Regions from separate parts of the Ovis aries genome. Here region 2 is linked to region 1. A link is a contact called in public Hi-C data. All regions are on one chromosome and are shown on one strand. Each heading gives the region's core, a stretch centred on a gene start, on an enhancer-like site or on the middle of the called end of the contact. The rest is flanking DNA. Distances are from core to core; before and after follow the strand shown. Region 1 holds the start of MARK2 (microtubule affinity regulating kinase 2). Region 2 overlaps MACROD1 (mono-ADP ribosylhydrolase 1).

What was found. A called contact is a pair of places that touch in the nucleus more often than the background predicts.
Region 2: a Hi-C map of skin fibroblasts shows a contact between it and region 1, with 4 times the contacts expected there. The contact joins the enhancer-like site here to the promoter of MARK2 in region 1. A contact is called at or near these places in 4 of 16 Hi-C or Micro-C datasets (liver, muscle, skin fibroblasts and 1 more).

Annotation. Positions count from the first base shown.
Region 1 is chr21:38,649,984-38,654,246 of ARS-UI_Ramb_v3.0, forward strand. MARK2 (microtubule affinity regulating kinase 2) reads left to right here and starts at 2,287. Exons shown (of 19, transcript XM_060404076.1): 1 at 2,287-2,384.
Region 2 is chr21:38,919,621-38,923,883 of ARS-UI_Ramb_v3.0, forward strand. It overlaps MACROD1 (mono-ADP ribosylhydrolase 1), which reads right to left. Exons shown (of 9, transcript XM_060404077.1): 2 at 1,553-1,654; 3 at 344-460. Among named protein-coding and RNA genes, the nearest start is that of MACROD1, 10 kb to the right of the region's middle. Within about 2 kb of position 2,166, at least 7 of the 54 cell types and tissues checked have an H3K27ac peak or open chromatin away from gene starts, as enhancers often do.

The sequences.
Region 1 (4,263 bases), core at 1,037-3,536:
TCAAAGCTACGGTTTTTCCAGTAGTCATGTATGGATGTGAGAATTGGACCACAAAGAAGGCTGATCACTGAAGAATTGATGCTTTTGAACTGCGGTGTTGGAGAAGACTCTTGAGAGTCCTCTGGACAGCAAGATCAAGCAGTCAATCCGGAAAGAAATCAGTCCTGAATATTCATTGGAAGGACTGATGCTGAAGTTGAAGCTCCAATACTTTGGCCACCTGATGTGAAGAGCCAACTCATTGGAAGAAGACTCTCCTGCTGGGAAAGACTGAAGGCAAAAGGAAAAGGTGGCTGCATAGGATGAGATGCTTAGACAGAATCACTGACTCAATGGACATGAACTTGAGCAAACTCTGGGAGATAGTGGAGGACAGAGGAGCCTGTCATGTTGCAGCCCATGGGATCACAAAGAGTCAGACATGACTTAGCAACTGGACAAACACAACCTCCTACTCACCCTCATGCTCACTCTGCATCAGTCTCGCTGGCCTCCTTGTTCTTCAAACAGCCAGGCCTGCTCCTGCCTCAGGGCCTTTGCACCCTCTGCTCAGAATGCTCTTCCCCCAGATAGCTGCAGAACTCCCTTCCTCCCCTCCTCCAAGTCAGCTCAAATGTCACCTTCTCAGTGAAGCCTGCTGCTGCTGCTACTAAGCCGCTTCAGTGTCCGACTCTGTGCGACCCCACAGACGGCAGCCCACCAGGCTCCCCAGTTCCTGGGATTCTCCAGGCAAGAACACTGGAGTGGGTTGCCATTTCCTTCTCTGATGCATGAAAGTGAAAAGTGAAACTGAAGTCGCTCAGTCGTGCCCGACTCTTAGCGACTCCGTGGACTACAGCCCACCAGGCTTCTCCATCCATGGGAGTTTCCAGGCAAGAGTACTGGAGTGGGGTGCCATCGCCTTCTCTGAGTGAAGCCTGCACTGAGCGCCTAATTCTGCAACTTGCTTTTCATTGATCCCCCTTAGCTGACTCGAGTTCCTTTTATTTGGGGGGGAAGAACTTAATATTAACTACTATGTTTGTTGTCTTTCTTTCCCCAGTGGAGATGTAAGTTCCCCAAAGGTGGAGATCTTCGACTATTTTGCTCACTGATACACCTGAAGAGCTTAGAACTGTGCCTTGCACATATTAGGTGCTCAGCAGAGATTTGTGAATGAGTGAATTTGCAGATTAGAGAGAGGTAAATGTGTGGCAATAATTAATCTTTGAGGAGATTAGGTGGGTTCAGGGATATGAGAAGATGATATTTGAACTGGATCTTGAAGTATCAATACATCCTGAATTCCAGATGACATAGGTGATGGGCAATTGATCAGCCTGAACTGACTGGCAATTGAGCGGAATGAAGGTGAGAGAGCTCGGTGGCAGGGCACGAATTACAGGGAGGTGTCAACCAGTGATATGTAATTAGAGAGGATATTCACAAGGTTGAGGTCAGATTGTATAAAGTTTTCTTTTACTTTCTTTTTTTTTTGGTTGTGCCACTTGGCATGTGGAAACTTAGTTCTCCACCCAGAGATCAAACCCACATCCATTGCAGTAGAAGCAGTCTTAACCCCTGGGCCGCCAGAAGTCTTGGGCAAAGTTTTCAACGCAGGCTAAAGTCTTCTACTGCCAGGACCAGCTACAAAATCTGTGGGGCCCAGGGCAATTTGAATAGGCAGGGGCCCCTTGGTAAAAATTTCAAGAGGGGTAACAGTAGAGCATTATATCAAGCTTCAAGTTTAAGGCCCTTCTAAGAGTGACTTTGTGAGACTGCACAGGTCATAGGCCCACAAAGTCAGCCTGCCTAGCCCGCAAGGGAGCTGGTGAGAGCCTTCTAGCAGCAGAGCTGTAATTGGAGCTGGACTTCAGGAAGATTATTCTGGCTTGTCTGGTGGGGCAAGTTGGAGGGAGTCTAGGCAGGGAGACCGGTTAGGCAGCCTTGTGAGGAAGAGGAGAGAATGTAGGATGGGGGCAGGGGCCAAGGGGCAGAATACAGGGATGAGAACTCGAGGGGAACGGAAGCATGCAAGAGGCAGAGCGAGCGTAGTCAAGTCTCCCGGGACAGGGGCCAGGGAAGCCCGCTGAGGGCAGCTCCATTTACTTCTCCAACCCTTTCCCCTTTTTCCTTTCTGCAGGGACCCCAGCCTTTGAGGCTATTTCCCCGCCCAGGATTCAGCGGTGAGTCTCCCTTTGGCCACCAGAGGGCAGACTATTCTCATGGATTTTCCGGATGAATTTGGGGTGGGGGTGTGTCCTCCGGCTTCACCTCTTCCTCTTTTTCCCTCTCACCTCCTTCTGTGTTTCTTCATCAGCTTCTTCCTCAAGGGCTGGGTGCCTGAATGGAGCCGAGGTGGAGCATGGAGCGGTGTCCTGGAGTCCCACGCATTTATTAGGACTGTAAGTCATACCTGTTGCCTTAGGAAGTGCGTTCATAGCTACCTCTCATTGCTCTGTCTGGCTGCCTGTTTCTCTGGTTGACTTAGCCAAGGGTTCTGCTCAAAATGCTGGAGCTGGAGTTGGAAGTCAAGTGTCAGAGGTCCAATCCACACTCTTTTCCTGCAAGCTCTTGGGCCTCTCTCTGTACCTTCTGCAGACTCGCTGCTTGAGGTTGGTCTTTGGGTCTTGTGGGGATTCTGGCTTCTGTCTACCTTAAACTGCTGTTGAACCTAGGGTAGCTTTGAGGGATGGTTTTCCAACATGTCTGGGGTACAATGGGTGGGGACAGCCAGAGGAATCACACCTGCCGGTCTATTCACTGTCCTTGGTGAGGTAACCTAGGGGGAAGTGAAGAGTGAACTTGGATTGCCACATGGACTTCCTGTTAAAGTAAGAGGCTCTCCAGAGATGAGAGGGACCTCAAGCTTATGAATAGTGACCTCTATTCATTAATAGGAAAACAGGCCCATAAAGGAAAGGAACGCCTCCAGTTGTTCATTCTTTGTGCCATCCTGAAGAATCCTCATTTTTCAACCAGTTTCTCTCTTTTATTTTCCCCATGAGTTTCCTTGTTTTAGAAGGGATAAGTGAAATGTGATTAAAGATGAGAATGTCTCTCCTGCCCAACCTCAGAGGGATATTTAAAAAGGGAACTGGCATGACTCAATATTGCCATAGTGCAATGCCGTTTTGTGCTATTTTGAACAATTAGAAGACTTTTTTTTGAAAGAAAAAAATAAAAAAGGTACAAATCCAAAGATATTATTTAGAATGTCATCACGGGAACAAAGGCATGGATTCTTTCAAGATAGGGACATTGAGGAGCTAAACAGAGATATTATGTGATTTTTTTCCCCAAGATCCCATTGCATTTTCACTGCAAAGAGCTAGAGGTAGAATGCAGGGTTGAGGGAATCTCTGAAGACTTTGGCAGCTGGGAGCCAAGGACGTTTACCTGGTGTTTGCCAGGGACCTTGAGAAGCCCTGTGGATTAGATGTGGGGTACACGGATAGACAAATAGAAGCCAAGATGGACAACAACAGGTGATGAACGGTAGGTAGACAGGTAATAGACTAACGCTGCATCTGACAGGAGACTCACATGTTGATAGATAGGCTGGATGATAAACGAGATGTATTTAATGAGCTGACTAAGAGGAACGGACACACAGATAGGAAGTTGCTTTAGAACCAAACGATGTCAATACCAGGGCTTAACAGTTTTATTTTCTACTTAGTCAAATAGTAACACGCACACGTGATCTACGCTCCCTGGTCAAGATTTGCAAATACCCGAAAACTGACGGAAAGAAACGAAGAGTCAGACTTTGGGTACCATCCGAGGGAATGACCCGAGACTCGCCCGATCTCGGGTGTTGCCGGAAATGGCCGACGACCGCCGTCCGCGGCGGGGCGGGATGGGGGCGTGGCCCGCTCCCAGCGCGCGGAGAGGCTTCGGGTGTTTCCGGAAACTGCCGAAAACCTGCTTGAAGTGGGCGGGGAAAGGCCTGTAGGCGTGGCTGGAGTACCCGGAGTCTCTTCGTAGATTTCCGTAAACAGAGCCGAAGCTTGGTCTTCGGAATCGCGGAGCAGCGCGCGTCCCCAGGATTACCTTCTTCGGGTGTTTCCGGAATTCACCAGTAGTCGGTGGCTGGGAGGAGAAGGAGCGCCTCCCTCCCGTTTCTAGCCGCTTCGGATGTTTCCGGCTGCTGCCGGCGGAAAGAGCCGAGGACCGGCGGTGGTGGCGGCCATGTTGGGAGCAGCAGGTCCGGCGGCGGCTGCCTGTGTGCCGGGCGCGGAGCAGTGCCGCTGAGGGCAGGGGAGGAGCGAGGCAGGCGGC
Region 2 (4,263 bases), core at 916-3,415, 270 kb after region 1:
CGGAAGAAGGAAAGCCGTGCTCGGGACCATCTGCAGCCCCCGAGGTCGGACCACCCCCTCTGGCCTCTGCCTTCCTGGCAGGGCCGCCCGGCGCAATTCCAGCCCAGCTCTCTCCCCTCCCGGCCGCTAATGGGTCTCAGAGCTTCGAGGCAGCTCAGCCAAGGCGTCCCTGACACGACGGGTCAGGCTTTCCACGGGGAGAGGCGTCTGCGGCGCCAGCGGGCCACCCTCAACCGGCCACCAGAGCCTCACTGGAGCCAGGTGGCGTCCGGGTGGGCCTGGCACAGGGATGAGGCGGCCGCCCGGGTCTTGGACTCAGGCCCAGCCTGAAGGCCCCACTCACCGGCGTTGACGATGGCGTCCACCTCCAGCTTGGTGATGTCACCTCGGAACAGGGAGATCTTCTCGTTGAGCTGCTTGTCCTTCTTGTATTTGGGCTCCTCCACCTTCACGGTCACCCCTGGAACAAGCAGAGGCCGAGGGGTGGTCACAGGGAGGCCCCCACGGTGGAGCAAGCCACCAGGGACCCTGGTCAGGCAAGCCCCCATCAACCGCCCTCTGCCGCCAGAGGCAGGGTGCCTCGCGGGGACCAATGACGCGATTGAGGACAGCCCACACCGACCAAGCACCTACTATGTGCAGCACACACTCATCTCCTTGAATCTTCACAGCAATGCTCCACACAGGTAGAGAAGCCATGCCATCCATCCCCATTTTACACACTGGGTCACCCAGACCTGAGGCTTCCCAGGTGGCTCAGTGGTAAAGAATCTGCCTGCCAGCGCAGGAGAGGAGGGTTCAATCCCTGGGTCGGGAAGATCCCCTGGAGAAGGAAATGGCAACCCACTCCAGCATTCTTGCCTGGACAACCCCATGGACAGAGGAGCCCTGGACTGGTGGGCTACAGCCCATGGGGTCGCAAACGAGTCGGGCACGACTCAGCAACTAAACAACATCAAACAACTGAGGCTTGGGAGCATTTCGTGACTTGGCCCGGGGTCCCGGTCACCAGTCCTGCAACGTGCAGGGCCGAGGTCCTCATGAGGACGCTGCCCTGCAGGCCACTGCACCAGGCCAGCAAGTCCCCGCTCCAGCAGCCACGGCATTGTGCATCTAAGGCTCAGTTTCCCAATGACATAACGGGGATAAGAGCCAAACCAAGGACTTCCCTGGGGTTCCGGTGGCTAAGACGCCACACATCCAGTACAGGGGGCCCAGGTTCCATCCCTAATCAGGGACCTAGATCTCGAATGCTGCCACTAAGATTCTGCACTAAAGCCAAAACCAAAGATCCCCCAGGCCGCAACGAAGACCTGGTGCAGCCAAACAAATAAATATTCTTTTAAGAAAGAAAGAAATCATTTTTCAACAAACTACCAAACCTACCTCAGGCTGAAAAGAGGTGATACTTCAAAGTGCCCGGTACAGAGCAAGCACTCATAAATGCCGCCACCCTTCTTCTCTTTGGCCTTGTCTGGATGATGCTCCCCAGATAAGGGTCTGAAGGGACCACACCACACTCAGCCAGCTGGGTCCCCAGCGCAGGGCCTACCTTTCGCCGTCTCCTTCCACGTCGGGATCTTCTTCAGCCTGACGAAGTCCCGGCAGAAGTAATGCTCCTCCCGTTGTTTGTCACTAAGGCCCTTCAGAAACGCTGCAGCGGGATGGGGCAGGAGTCAGGCGGGCGGGGAGGGGAGCAGCCCAGGGGCCTCCCCACCGCCCACAGATCTCCTGTCCACTTCCAGGGACGGCTCACTCTGTCCAAGGATGCAAAGCAGCCCTGTGCATTCACCCTTCCGAAAGCTCACAGGGAGGGCATGTGGAAGGAGGGTCCCCTGGAAGATCTTGTCCCGCCCCCTTTGTTAGGAAGGGAAATTGAGGCTCATGGAGGTGGAGGGTGCCTCAGGGGTTCAGAATTAAACTCTGCCAATTGCCAGCTGCTTCCACACCTCTGAGCCCCTAGCATCCTCATGTATAGAATGGGGATTAAGACAGCCCTTGCACAGTGATTTCAAGCTTACTCATACATGCTAAGGCCAGGCAGGTTGGTGGCACTGAATCAGTTACATCATCAATCAGTTACATCATCATTGCTGTTATGTGTAGGCAGCAGGACACAGGGAACCAGGACAACCGTCCTCCTCACAGACCGGCAGAACCAAGCAGGTGTGGTGCCTGTTTGCCGCAGGCCCCCTGTATTGCCAGAGGGCTCCCCACCCACAGATGCCCCGCTGGGGTGTCCCCAGCTTGAATCAAGGGCGTGGCTGGAATCCTCCCCATTTTACAGATGAGCAAATGGTCCCAGGAAGGTTCGGAGGCCACCTGTGGTCAGACGGCTAGTGATTTGTGTGGGAAGCTAGGCCCTCCTCATCCGCTCACAGACTCTGGGTCCACCCAGGCTGGTTCCCCTTGCTGGGCCTGGTCTTCCCTTTGGGCCGCACCAGGCAGGGGAGCAGCGGTCCAGGCTTGCGGCTCGTGGGCTCCCCCTGCCGGCCCCAGGCCACCAGGGCAGCCAGGCTCCGTCCACCCGCTCCCCTGCACCACTCCATCCAGGCTCTGCCTCTCCCTGGCAGTCCGAACACACATCAGTCAGTTAACAGGCATTTACTGAGCTCCCACCACGCACCAAGGCTTCCAAGGTGGCGCCAGTGGTGAAGAACCCAAGGCAGGAGACATAAGAGACACAGGTTCGATCCCTGGGTCAGAAAGACCCCCTGGAGAAGGAAATAGCAACCCACTCCAGTATTCGTGCCTGGAGAATCCCATGGACAGAGGAGCCTCGTGGGCTACAGTCCACGGGGTCACAAAGAGTCGGACTCGACTGAAGCAGCTTAGCACGCACGCACGAACCACGCACCAAGCCTGGGAGGCAAGGTGAGGTCTGGGGCCTGACCGAGCAGAGGGGAGGCTGGACCAGCCTCCTGGAAGAGGTACCCCCAATGTCTCCGGTCTGCCCCAAGAGCTGCAAACCACTGGAGAAAACTCCCACCAACCGAGCGGAGGCCCCCTCTAAGCTCTTCAACTCCCCCAGGTGGCCAAGGCAGCTGCTGCTTTGGAAGTGAGTCTCCCCTCCCCCTTCTCCCTCTCCAAGCCTCCTCCACTCGTCCTCCCAGTCAGACAGCTACAGGGTGCTGCCTCCCCTCCACACACACACCTGCCCACATCGCGTTCTCCTTCTCTCGGGTCAGTGGGCACGAAGGTCCATCCTCCCAGCCGACACTGCCCAGCTCACCTCCCGAGGACTCCTCCTGCGCTCCCCCTCCACCAGGCTGCCCTCAAACACCTTCTCCTGTACCCACTCTACAAAAACAGAACCCTCCCTCGACCCCGCATGCCATGCACTGTAGCTGTGGCCTCCTCTCTCTGCTCCTCTCCTCCACCGCCTACGTTCTTTCTGTCTTCACGTCCTCCTCCCCCCAACCCCACCTCTCCGTCAAGGCCAAGGTCAGAGGCACCACGCTGGCCGCTTGAACTCACTCAGTGGCCCTTCCTGGCCTCCCCTGTGTGCTCAGCACCCCCGACCCCTTCTTCCCTCTCTGGACCCCGCCTCCTGGCCCCAGGCCGCTCCCTGGCCCTCCACAGCCTCCTTGTGGCCTCCCTACTTCCTTAATCCACACCCTCCTTTCTTTTTCTTTTAAAGATTTTTTTTTTTCTTATGTAGATCACGTTTAAAGTCTCTGCTGAGTTTGTTACAAAATCGTTTCTGGCTTTTTTGAAAAATGTTTTGGCTTTCTGGCCCTAGGGAATGTGAGATCTTAGCTCAAGGATGGAACCCACACACACCCCTGCACTGGAAGGCGAAGTCCCAACCGCTGGACCACCAGGGAAGTCTCTCTCCATGGTCTTCACATCAGTTCCGTGCATCCCAAATCCCGGGCTGCACCTCCAGCTCTCATCTCTCCTGAGCATCTGCCCCCAAAGGCCTGCAGCCTGCTCTCATCCCCAAACTCTCTGCGTGCAGAACTGAACCTCAGACCCCTCCGTCCTTCCTACCTTCTCAGTGGGTGGCCCCAGACTTTGCCCAGTCTTTCCTTTCTCTTCCTTCCCCCTTCTATCCATCTGCAGACTGTCAGATTTATCCCCACACCACCATGGAAGCCAGGCCTTCTGCTTATCCCCCCCAGGGCCAAGCCTCCATCATTAACTGCTCCCTAGCAGCAGCAGCAGCAGTGCCCTCTGGAAGCCCCCACTCCCAGCTGACTTTTGGTGCCCACACTGACACAGCAGCCCAGAGATCTCAGGAACAGAAGTCAGAAGCAGTCT